3 separate regions of the Gossypium hirsutum genome follow, and regions 2 and 3 are each linked to region 1. The links are chromatin contacts, called in public Hi-C maps. All regions are on one chromosome and are shown on one strand. The core of a region is the stretch at or near the end of the contact, and the rest is flanking DNA. Distances in the headings are between cores, read along the strand shown. Region 1 has its middle 17 kb from the start of LOC107886790. Region 2 holds the start of LOC107886792 (nicotianamine aminotransferase 1). Region 3 has its middle 5.3 kb from the start of LOC121220891.

Region 1 (4,103 bases), core at 651-3,150:
GCAATAAATGTCTAAAACAAATGACATAAAATTCCAGAAAAGAAAAAGAGAGACCGAACATCAGTAATCAAGTTCCCTAATCTCAATACTACCTAGTCACTAGAAGACAAATCACTTTCCACCTCCGCTCTTCTAAAATTTAGGTCATAAAGCCATTGCAACCCCATCAATCCTGCCTTGGCCTCAAGAATTGCAACATCCTCACTCCCAGTACACCCTCCAGGCAGCAGTGCATAGTATCGAAGTCCAAATTGGAACATGGAAAAGAAGGCTGCAAATTAGCATAGTAGAACTTGATTTCTAACATACCAAACCTTTCAACGAGTCATAAAAAAAAGAGTAAATGATGTAATGTACCTTATCATTATATCTAATATTTGTTAATCATTAGACTTTATTTTTCTAATTGAAATTAAGATATCAATTCTTAGCAATAGTGGTTAATCCTCTTGACATTGAAGCTCTCCAAAGAGATAAACGATTGATTGTGAAATATGTTCCATTCATATGAACGCAGTGGCGGAGCATAGTGGAGAGCTAGGAGGCCATGGCCCCCTAAAATAATAAAATTTCAATTTAAGCTCTTTATAATTTATAAAATTTTAAATTAGTAATGACAAAATTACACTTTAGCCTTCCAAAAATAATAAAAATTTGATTTAACTCTTTTAAAATTATAAAGATATAAACTATTAAAATGATGAAATTACATTTTTACTATTGTAAAAATATACAATTTAATTCTGTCCCAAAACAAATTTTAGGCTTCGCCACTGTATGAGCGGGAATTGAACCTCTGGCAACATGTTTAAGGGACGAGGTGAACTAATACCATTCCACATCTTGTGACTATTAAACTTTATTTTTAATGATATGACATCATCTGGTTCATTGATCATGCATAGAATTATATACTCTCATTGACAGAATTTGATACACTGATTGACACTGTTGTTTGCATTTAATAAATCATGAAATATATGAATGATGTACTTATGCTAGTGTAAATTGAAAAAAAGAAGAAGATTTAGACATTTAAAAAAAATTATGATTAATATTTTAACAATTACACTATCATATTTTATGCTCCATTCATGTAGACCATACATGTCAAGTTTTGAGTAAATTAAAAGTGTCTAGAGATAAAGCAATATTTGTCCCCCTAAACTTGACAACTTTTCTTAAGTTAGTAGTTGATTTTTTTTATCTAGATTAGCACTTGAACTTGAATTCTATTACACATTTTGTCATTTTAATATATTCCTCATCTATTCCAAAATGTTATTCATGTCAACCAAACAATGTAATATTGTAACATGTTTATTCCATTCAACCAATCGAATTATATAAAATATATTATCTAGTTATTCCATTCTCACTTAGTAACTATCCAATCCCTGCTTTTTTCTAGTATAGGGAACCAAACAGGCCATTGCCTATCCTTAATTTGTTTGTGTATATAATAAATCATAAATTAATATAAAATAATATTAAAATTCTGAAAATATAACAATGCAGGAATTATAAAACTTGTATATAAATGCTAATTCTAGACTAGTTAAGGCAACACTAAGCGACAATTGTAGAATCCTCTCTGAGACTATAGCAGAATGGAATTATTTTCCTTGTTTATGGATTTTAAAATTGTTTTGCGGTCTTGATTATAATACTCGTTTGCAACACCACATGGTTGTATTGTAGTATATGCATTTACTTGGATCCTTATGCCCAAGTAACGGAAAAAATTAGGCCTTAATCCTTTGTACAAGAGAACATTTTTTTCACTGCTAGTGCAGCTGGCCTTTGTGTCGACTACTGCAGTTGGGCTTTTTCTCTCACGTCCTAGCACAATAACACCGCTCCTATCTTTTTCTTTGGCCTCCAGCCGTCGTGTTTTGGGCAGGTAGATCCCCTTCCACCAAATGGGTTTCTTCACAGTTTTGCTTCTAGAGTGGCTCCTCTATCTAGCTTGCTACTTGTTTTTTTTTTTTTGGTTCTCTCTCAGGCTTAGCTTCATGCGCACTGTCAGACGCTTTCGTTGCTTGGTTTCCTACCCGTTGAATCGCGCTAGGCTTTGGACCCACCACACCAGCTCTGCTTTGTTTGGTAGTTGAGGCCTTAGTCGCTTTTGATGGTCATGGCTCCTTGCCCTTCAATGAGGAATGGTCATAGTCTCTTGGTAGGAGCATGCATGGAGGTGATGGTAGATTTTGGGCATAATCATCTTGGCCGCCCTTTCACTCTTCTCCTCCATTCCTCATTTTTTGTTTTTCTTGGGGGGGTTCTAAATCTTTTTTCAGCTTATCCTTTATGGAATGAAATGTTTGCCAACCGAAAATGAAGGAATGATGGGAAAACGCAGGTGGAGAAGGAACCTAAAAGATGGATGCATTTCGATTATATTGGATCATTATATTAATTTTGTTTAACCAATTTGATTTACTCGATGTTATACATGGCCTCCTAAGATAATCCAAGCTCAAAGAAGCACACTACAAGCCCAAATAGAATGGTTAAGCCTAAATAATTGCTTAACCCATAAATTGGTGCTTACATAGTATTATTTTTACTATCTTAATATTTAATTCTTTTTAGTTACACGTGATATTTAATTTATTTTGAAATTAGTTAAATCGTTGAATATATATTAAAAAACTTAATTTATAAATTGGTATCTAAATTAGTTTTTTTTAGTACCTCACAAGTTGTTTTAAAACTATTTTTTTGTTACAAAAGGTTTCTAAACTATTTTTTCTCTAAATTAATACATTTGGTAGTTCAACCATTAATCAATCCGTTAAGTTTATTTATAAAAAATACACAATTAAAAATTACCATATTACAAAAAGACAAAAAAAAAATCTTATTTTCTCTTTATATATCCTCTTTTTTATTTTATAACTTTTTTCTTTTTTCTTTTTTCTTCCTCTCATCTTAGATTTCTTCTACAAGTGTGAAAATATGTGTAGGCAACTGAGTATCAGTTATTATTCCGAAGAGTTCAACAAGAAAATCCATTAAGTAAAAATACATGTGAACATGATTATATGATGAATAAGTGCAGGTATATGTTTAAGAAAATTTTAAGCAATATGCTCGATATTTGAGTGAACTTCGATAAGACAAAATGGATTAAGTGAAATTATGTAAGTGAATTTTAGTAGTAAAATAATGTTGGACAACAGCAGTTGTGTGACTTTGAAAATTCACCAAAAACTGTGTAAGTTGAATAATCTCAAATAAATTATGAAATTAAAACTTAATGAGTCTATTTTCATATAAAAGAAATAAGGGGAGCAAAAGAGTTGTATATTATGTGATATTCTAATTTTTGTGAGACAGTGTTAGAATGAATTCGAGATCCCCTGTTCTGACTTGGAAAAATTGTTAAAAATTGTAGAAAAATAATTATGGGTTATAATTTATATGCTTAGAATCTTTGATGAGTCTAATTTTAATAGAAACAAACGTTAACATTATCCGAGTCTCGTACTATGAGATAAATAAATTTTAGTGAAGAAAGGTCGAAGCTGACAAATAGCAAAACAGGGGAGAATTTGAATAATAAACTGTATTTATTGGATGGACAAAAAATTCTGAAAATTTTATGGTGGAAATATATGAGTCTAGTTTCTGAGAAAATTTACGGATCTTAATTTGGAGTTCTGTAACTCCAGATATAAATGATTTAGTGACTGTGACTCAAGAAAGCAGCTTAACCAGAACATGTGTAAATGTACAATTGTGTTAGTTTTACTATGGAAAGCATATTAGTAAATTGCTTATTATTATTTCATGTGAGCTTACTAAGCGTAAAGCTTACCCCCTCCTTTCCATTTCTTTTAGTGTTGTCAGGTTAGCTCAGGGTTGGAGATCGTCGGAGGCAGCATCACACTATCAAGCCAACACCTTGATAGTATAAACACATATGCTAGAATTATCAAGTGAGTGGCATGTATAGGGACCTAGTTTTATAACATGTGTTATTATAATTTGGCCAAATATATTGGTCTTTAGTGAGCTAATGATTCTGACTTATAAATCTAGCTATTTATGTTATGTTTGATATTGATGATGTACATATGCTTGTTTACCATGCATGG
Region 2 (4,103 bases), core at 980-3,479, 120 kb after region 1:
TAGATTTTAAGTTTAGATGTGAAAAAAAGACTAGATTGTAATGTTTAATTGTTAATTTTTTTACAAAAGGACTAAAGTGTATAAATTGTAAAATTGATGTGAAATTTCTATAATAATAGATAGAAGGGAGTCCCTAAGAGATGTTATTGAGATCAATTTTGAAATCGAATCTCTAAATCGAAAGATATTGTTATTTCGGTTTTAGGGACTAAATTGAATAAAATTCAAAACTTAAAGGGAATTCGTAAAAATGAAATTAAATATGTTCATGCATATCATGGAATAATATAAAAATGTTTGTTATTAATGAATTGTCTAAAATATTTTTTTAGATTAAGAATTGAATCAAATCGAATATAATTGGGGAAAAGCCAAAATTGTCGAATAGTCCGTGAGGATTCAATTTGCTTGTTGTTTTGACTAGGTAAGTTCATATAGTATTTGTTTATATAGGTTGTTTTGCATTTGATTTGTAAATTATATATGTGCTTAATCGTGAATTGATGAAAAAGGTAAGAATTGGACTAAATTGTAAAATGTTGATTATAATTGAAAAAGAGGCCTGTGGGAACTTAATAAAGGTTAGGATACGATTGGTATGCCAATTAGGTTTTGTGCACGCTTGTACGAGATTGGTTAGATATGTTACCATGATCCAGCATTTGTTGTGGACTCGAAGATACATGTAACATATGTTTAGCTTGGATTGGTAACCTGGTGTTGTTTTAAAGGTTTAGCTCGAACGGGTAATCTGACATGTATATTTTCAGCTTGGACAAGCAATCAAATGTGTCATTATAAAGGTTTAGCCTGGACTAGTAACCTGACATGATTATAACTTTAGCTCGTACGAGCAATTGGTGTATCAGAGATACTTATGTATCCGAGTCCATTTACTAAAGTTCATTAGGCAAAATAAATTACATGAATTGAGAAATTGAAATGAGACATAAAGATCTTGATATCCACTTGTGAAAATTTGAATTTGAACTTGAACAAAGTATTGAAGAAATGATATTAGCATGTATATAATTGTTTCATTCCATGATTGAATAAGTTTTGATCTAGTTAATCAAAATGACATGAATTGGCATGATATGTGATTGTGGTATTATATGTTTTATTTACAAGTTAAAACTCACCTTATTGATATGTGGTTTTTCATGTCTAGCCAACTATGCCAAGCTTAATAACTTATTGTGTTTAATTGAATACCAACTTAAATGTAGAGTGACCACTTCGTAACAAAATAATAACGTAAGTGACTAAAACGTAACATTTCAAGTATAAGTGACTAAAATTTAATCTAAAGTAAATAAAAGTTACTATTTTTATAATTTACTCAAAATTAAATTGTAATGAAGTAGAGTGGGCGGGGATGGATGCTGCAACATATAGGCACTACCGGCCTATAGTATACATTATACCAAATATTTTGTCCTTAAATATATATATATATATTGTGTGAGCCAAGTGATTCGCGTAGGATATAGGACAATTTCAAGTTTTTAGGCGTAAACTTTTTTTTATTTTTTTATGTTGAAGTTAAGTTTTAAACTTATAATTGTTTTTATATTGGAGTTTAATTTTTTTTAAATTAGTCCTTAAAAATTCTAGAATTTAGGGTTTTAATATGAAAATAATTATTAAATTTAGATTAATTTAAATAATAAAAAAATAATGTAAAAACAGTTTCCTAGTATTCATAATATGAAAGTTCATTTTGTTCAAAAATAATATCAAAGTTTAAAATTTATTTTTCGACTAACATTATTAGTTAACCTATAAGAATATAAATAAAATTTGAAAAAAAAATCATTTCTAAACTAAAATTGAAACAAATTGAAATATATTATTAGTGTCAGTGATGAAAATTTTATCAGATGGTGAGAAATTAACAAATGGTGTTAATAGAATTTCAAATTGTAATTTGTTGAGTATCTATAAAATTATAATGGAAATTTTTATATTAAGAGTTAATTTGTATTTTACTTCATCTACTTAAAATAAATAGTTTAATTTTTATACATTAGATCAAATAATAAATTGGTCATTCTCCTAAAAATTTAATGCATATCATATCATTATTTGATTATTTTGTTAATTAAAATAATTTTTAATAGTAAAAAAGAATGAAAATTTTAATAAAACCATTTCGCTTTTTGATATTATGTACCAAAACTATGCTACTTTTTTTTTATTATTAAATGATGGAAAATGCAATTACCGTTGAGTACCGAATTGCCAATTTTTATTCTGTTGGATAAATGATTGGTAGATAATGGGTTTTTAAAGACGCACGGCCCCGCTAACCCTTAACTCCAAAGTCCAAACTCCATTAGCAACAAGAAGATGGAGAGTGGAGCAAAGAAATGGGGTTTCCAAAGGACTCAGGGCCTGGAGGCAGCGTCCACCACCACCGTCCGAGGATATCTCAACCTATTAATGGGCAACATCAACCAAGATAGTTGCCTTACAGTCGTTCCTCTCGGTCATGGCGACCCCTCTCATTTTCCAAGCTTCAGGACTACTCCTGCTGCTGAAGATGCCATCGTTGATGCTCTACGTTCGGCTAAGCATAATTGTTATGCGACCACTGTTGGTATTCTTCCCGCAAGAAGGTTAGATTGTAAATTTTCTCTTTTAATCATGTTTCAAAAGAAACTGCAAAATAATTTTTAAGGTGTGACTGAAATTTGCTTATGAATGAATGAGCGGTCATGAACTTTGTTTGGTTCGAATTCCAACAGGGCACTTGCAGATTACCTCAACCGTGACCTTCCCTACAAGTCATCGCCCGATGATGTTTATTTAACAAATGGATGTACTCAAGGAATAGAAGTTGTTATATCAATTCTTTCCCGCCCCGGTGCCAATATTTTGCTTCCTAGACCGGGCTTCCCACTCTATGAAGCTTGGTGTGCTTATAACCATCTTGAAATGCGTCATTATGATCTTCTTCCTGAAAAAGGTTGGGAGGTTGATCTTGATGCTGTAGAGACTCTTGCAGATGAGAACACTGTTGCTATGGTTATTATAAATCCAGGCAACCCTTGTGGAAATGTCTTCAGCTATGAACATTTGAACAAGGTTAAACAAGCTTGTTTTATTTTCAGTATAACTTCTTGTCTCTTCTCAAAACAAGATGTTGATCACTGTTATCTTTTTGGAAGTTAGATTGCAGAGACAGCAAGAAAGCTTGGGATTTTGGTCATTGCTGATGAAGCTTATGACAATCTCGCATTTGGAAGCACTCCATATGTGCCGATGCGAGTGTTTGGATTAACCGTGCCTATTCTCACCATGGGGTCTATATCAAAGAGATGGGTTGTTCCTGGTTGGCGCCTAGGGTGGCTTGTCACAAGTGATCCCGATGGCATTCTTCAAAAATCTGGGGTTGGCCCCTAATTTATTTTTCTCTTGTTTAAGATACATGGTGTACATTTTCCTAATTAAAGAGGCTACAGGCAATGCATATTTAAAAGTAGAAATATACGAAGTTCGGATCATGTTGTGTTAATGATCTCATTGGCTCTTATCAGGTAACCGATTCGATCACAGGATTCCTCAATATCTCTTCTGATCCCGCTACATTTATCCAGGTTTGTTAATCAAGATACTTCTGCTAAGACACATACTTGCATTGGAAAAATGCAATTGCCACTTTCTTGCCAAAAGCCAGTAGATGTACTGTAGGCAGTGAAGTGTGCTATAATTTTTCCCATAAAGCTCAGTAATGTTTCACTCTAAATCATTCTCCTAACCTATCCTTCGGATAAATTGGTGTAATTTGGTTTTATGAAACAGGCAGCGATTCCTCAAATCCTTGAGAATACAAAGGAGGATTTTTTCTCAAAGATTATCAGCACCCTGAGGGAATGTGCTGATATATGCTACAATAGAATTGAAGAGATACCTTCCTTAACTTGTCCAAAGAAACCGGAAGGATCAATGTTTGTAATGGTAAGGGAGTGGTTTGATGTTTATGATGTATGCTGAAGAATTTGAAAAAGTATTTATATTTGTAAGCTTTAAATGCAGGTGAAGCTGAACCTATCAATGTTGGAAGACATTAATGATGATGTTGATTTCTGTCTCAAGTT
Region 3 (4,103 bases), core at 876-3,375, 85 kb before region 1:
ATAGGATTTCCGTTGAAAACCTTACGCACCCAGTCGCAGACCTCTCCCCCTATAGTGTCCCATTGCTTCTAGAAAAAGAGAGCGTGAAAACCATCACTACTTGGGGCCTTCAAAGGTGCCATATTAAACATAGCCTCCTTGATCTCCTCATTTGTCACCGGTCTTTCCAAGAATCTAATATCCGCTGGATCAAGCTAGGGAAAAACCACATTGAGGCAAGCTTCCCATAGGAGCAGGTAGTTCTCTATACAGTCTTTGAAAAAACTTATTTGCCTAATCTTCTATACCCTCAGGATCATACATCCAATTACCATCAGAATTACGGATGGCAGTAATACGGTTATTTTTCCTCCTTAACAGAGTACAGGAACGGAAAAATTTTGTATTTCTGTCACCAAATTTGAGCCAATCACATCTCGCTTTTTGCTTCCAAAGTTCTTGTCTAAGGGCCAAATCCACCTGACTCAAATGATGAGAACCGAAGAAATCTCTAGTCTTCTGGATGCTGGCAATTCTTTTAAAAAGGTCCTTCTTGCAAGTGGTAATGTTACCATAGACTTGTTTATTCCAAACCTTAAGATCCATAGTGAGCTTACCAAGGGTATCAGACATATTCCCCGAATATTCCCACATCTCTTTTAAAAAATTATCAAACCCTGGGTGCTCAATCCAACCAGCCAAAAATCTGAAAGGCTTTCCTCTAAGAAGAATAGTACTCGGATTCAGGGATAAGAGGAGGGGTCGATGATCTGACTTAATCTTTAGAAGGTGTGTAACCACGCCATTAGGAAAATTTCGAAGCCAGGCTTCATTTGCCAGAGCACGGTCTAGCCTCTCAAACAACGAACCCCTATGCTAAGTGAAAGGCGGCCCCTTAAAACCTAAGTCATAAAGCTCCGCAGAATCAACAAAATCACCGAAAGTTGGGCATCTCTTGCCCCTAGTGAGCCCTCAGATTTTTTTGAGGAGGAAAGAATTACGTTGAAATCTCCAATGGCAGTCCAAGGGCTCTGATCAAGTGGAATAGATTTCTTTAATTCACTCCAAAGATTTTGACATCTTTGTCTGTTAAGACTCCCATAAACAAAGGCGATGAAAATAGGATGAGTCAAGGATGAATGTCAAACCCGAGACATAATGAATTGCGGATGGCTATGACTCACATCAAGAAAAACAGAGTCTCTCTATCCTAGCCAAATGCCCCCTGAATATCCAATTGCTTCTACTCGATGTGAATACTGGAAACCCAACTTAGAGATGATATTGTCAGGACCCACTAACTCTCGGTTCAAGTAGGCTAATAATATCCGGCTTGTACTCAATATTATATTCCCAAAAAATTCTACAAAATTTCGCACTTGCACATCCCTGACAATTCCACGATAAGATAGTGATATTCATTAATAAAATTAAAAAGTTGGAATAAATTACCTAACTGTCCAGACCGATATTGGTATTCGTATCTAATCCTGCATCATCAACCTCAACATTCGAGCACTCATTAAGGATTTGAGGGGATAAAAGTTCAGCCATTGTTTCCATAGATTCAGCTAAAGGAACACGCGTAGTTCCCGAGGATTTAAAACGGTTCCCTCGACTTCGTAGAGCAATATAAGCTCTCCTGGAATTTCGAATACCCCTGTCCTTACCCCCACCTTTTTGTCTTTGGAACCATTAGATTTCTATTGCAAGTTAAAAACTGGGGATTCCACAGATCTCGGGGCCGAATTATCCTGTATAGATAAATAAATTTTTTATTAAAACTAACAGCAGAGTGTTTACCTGGATCAAGGGTATTATCAGATATAGGGACGATGAAACCCTCAGATTCATCAAAAACTGGATTATAATGAGCTTTAATATTTTCTAAATCCTCGGCTCTATTATTTTTCTGGACTTTAGAAACCAAATTGCCTAGAGAAATTGTGCCTTCCAAAGAAATGTTTTTTTGGTGTATCCACCTGTTTTGTTCCTGCACCATTAGAAATAACCAAATTAGAATTAGAAAAATTTCCTAAAGACTTCCTGTTAATTTCCCCTAATTCGCTTACTCCTATTGGCCTTTTCCCTAGGCTCTTATCCAAAGGTTTTTTTTGTAATTTTGGCCCAAATTTTTCTGCCCATTTTTGCCCGATATTTCCTTACCGATGGGCCCCTTAGAAAGACCCAAATCCATCAAGTTTCTATGACCTGGTCCACCAGCCGATTTATGTACTTTAATAAAATCCCTAAAATCCCAACTCATTTCCTTGTCTGTCATCTTATCCCCTAGGTCATTCCCAAAATTCCTTCCTGCCGACTGCCCCGATTTCATTCCCAAATCTTCCTCCTCTAACCGCGCAGAAAATCTGGTACCAGCAACAGCTCTATTCTGATTCTCCAGAACTTTCATTTTGTTTCCTCGCTTCTCTCGCCGAGAAGACCTCCTTTCCACCAGCATCCATGGCCCGAATTTTGGGCCTTTTCCTTTGATGATTGATGTATATTTTTTCCCGTTCAAGCACTCCGCCGAAAAAGGTCCCTCTACGGCCGTCGACTCCTCACGAGGATTATTTGCCGTGTTCACCAAATCCGCAGATTTTTGGTTCGCCATAACCGAGGTACACAAGTCTTTAGCATGTCTGTATTTGCCATACATGAAGCATACAGTCGGAAGGGCCTCATATTCAACTTATTGAGTAGCTCCGTCAACATATATTTTTGATATCAATGGCCTATCTAGATTGATATAAACGACTAATCTTGCAAAACGACCTATGGTCTGATTATCAGTTTGTAAATCCAGCTTAACCACCTTTCCAATAATTTTCCATTTGTACAGATGACCCGGGATTCGGCAATTGAATCCATGTTAATACCACACTCGGGTAACGTTGCATTGGATTGAAATGCTTAGACCAAGGTTGAACAGTCAGGTACTGGCCATAAACTATCCACGGACCCTGTGAAAGAGCCTTGTTGTAATCTCCAAGATCCTGAAATTTCACCAAAAAATATCCGTTAGCTATATCCATTAACTGAATAGAATTCACAAGCTTCCAAAGAAAAAGAATGTGATTATAAAGGGTGTTATAGCCAATGTTTCGCCGTAGGAGTTTAACGATGACAGCCAACTCTATTTCTTTGAAAAGGATTTCCTTGATCCGATCTGAAAACTCAGTCGCAGGAATCCCATCAATGATTGACGTATTAACGTCTCCTTCAAGTAACTCGAATTCATTTTCATTCACGACAGAAGGCACTGCCCGAACCGAGTCAGTGAAATCATCTTGATTCCCCAGTAATTTATCTTTCCACGACACGATCTACTTTGGTACTGGATCCACTGCCATAGAATTTTCATCATCAGCAAAAGACTCTTTAAATCTCACTTTTTTGGAGTTACGACCACCGTCGGAGTGAGTATCACCCTCTCCAACGTTGTCGAAAATTTGCGAAGTTGGGAGCATTTTAAACTTTTTCGTAGATGACTCGAAAATTTTACAGTGATTTCTTTGTTGTCATGGTTGTTCTACTATGGTTTATTAAATGGAATTGTATTCTTCACAAATTTCAAATTTAGATTTTGTACTTTTTGTTATAGCAATTTAGTTTCTCTATTTTTCATATTTCAAAATACTAACTCTAATTGTTAACATTGGTATGTTTTTTTTTGTTAAATTTATTGCTGTGACATTTTGAAATTAAAAAAAAAACTCACTTGGTAGTAATAAAATTACAAAAATGAAATTGTAATGAATGTGAATTTAAGAAAATAATTTTAGCAGTTTAACAGTTGGATTTTAATTTTGAATTTTGAAAAGTAGAGGGGCTAAATTTTAAAAAATAAACGTACAATGATTAAATTTCAAATTTATGAGAAATACAGGGATTTATGACATATTTTAAAATTACCAAATTGATCCATCAATTTCAAAACATTCTAATTGAGTCTTTGGATATGGTTTAACTCAAATTCTTTTTATTAGTCATTTTAGCAAGTTGTTTTGATAATTACTCTATTCAGTTATTTGTTAGCGTTTTCTTTATTTCTTTTTATGAATTTCTACATTCATTTACATTAATCACAATGGTAATAATAGTATGTATATGTTCACCAAAAT

What was found. A called contact is a pair of places that touch in the nucleus more often than the background predicts.
Region 2: a contact with region 1 is called in a Hi-C map of leaf, with 2.6 times the contacts expected there. The contact joins the promoter of LOC107886792 here to the enhancer-like site in region 1. A contact is called at or near these places in 6 of 34 Hi-C or Micro-C datasets (anther, callus and leaf).
Region 3: a contact with region 1 is called in a Hi-C map of leaf, with 1.5 times the contacts expected there. The contact joins two enhancer-like sites. A contact is called at or near these places in 3 of 34 Hi-C or Micro-C datasets (all in leaf).

Annotation. Positions count from the first base shown.
Region 1 is chrA03:105,404,633-105,408,735 of Gossypium_hirsutum_v2.1, reverse strand. No RefSeq gene overlaps it. Among protein-coding and RNA genes, the nearest start is that of LOC107886790, 17 kb to the left of the region's middle. Within about 2 kb of position 1,900, at least 9 of the 9 cell types and tissues checked have an H3K27ac peak or open chromatin away from gene starts, as enhancers often do. A contact at or near this core is called in leaf, where this site is marked.
Region 2 is chrA03:105,287,132-105,291,234 of Gossypium_hirsutum_v2.1, reverse strand. It overlaps LOC107886792 (nicotianamine aminotransferase 1), which reads left to right and starts at 2,229. Exons shown (of 7, transcript XM_016810858.2): 1 at 2,229-2,621; 2 at 2,751-3,090; 3 at 3,178-3,396; 4 at 3,543-3,602; 5 at 3,808-3,963; 6 at 4,042-4,103. The coding sequence starts at 2,353.
Region 3 is chrA03:105,490,308-105,494,410 of Gossypium_hirsutum_v2.1, reverse strand. No RefSeq gene overlaps it. Among protein-coding and RNA genes, the nearest start is that of LOC121220891, 5.3 kb to the right of the region's middle. Within about 2 kb of position 2,125, at least 7 of the 9 cell types and tissues checked have an H3K27ac peak or open chromatin away from gene starts, as enhancers often do. A contact at or near this core is called in leaf, where this site is marked.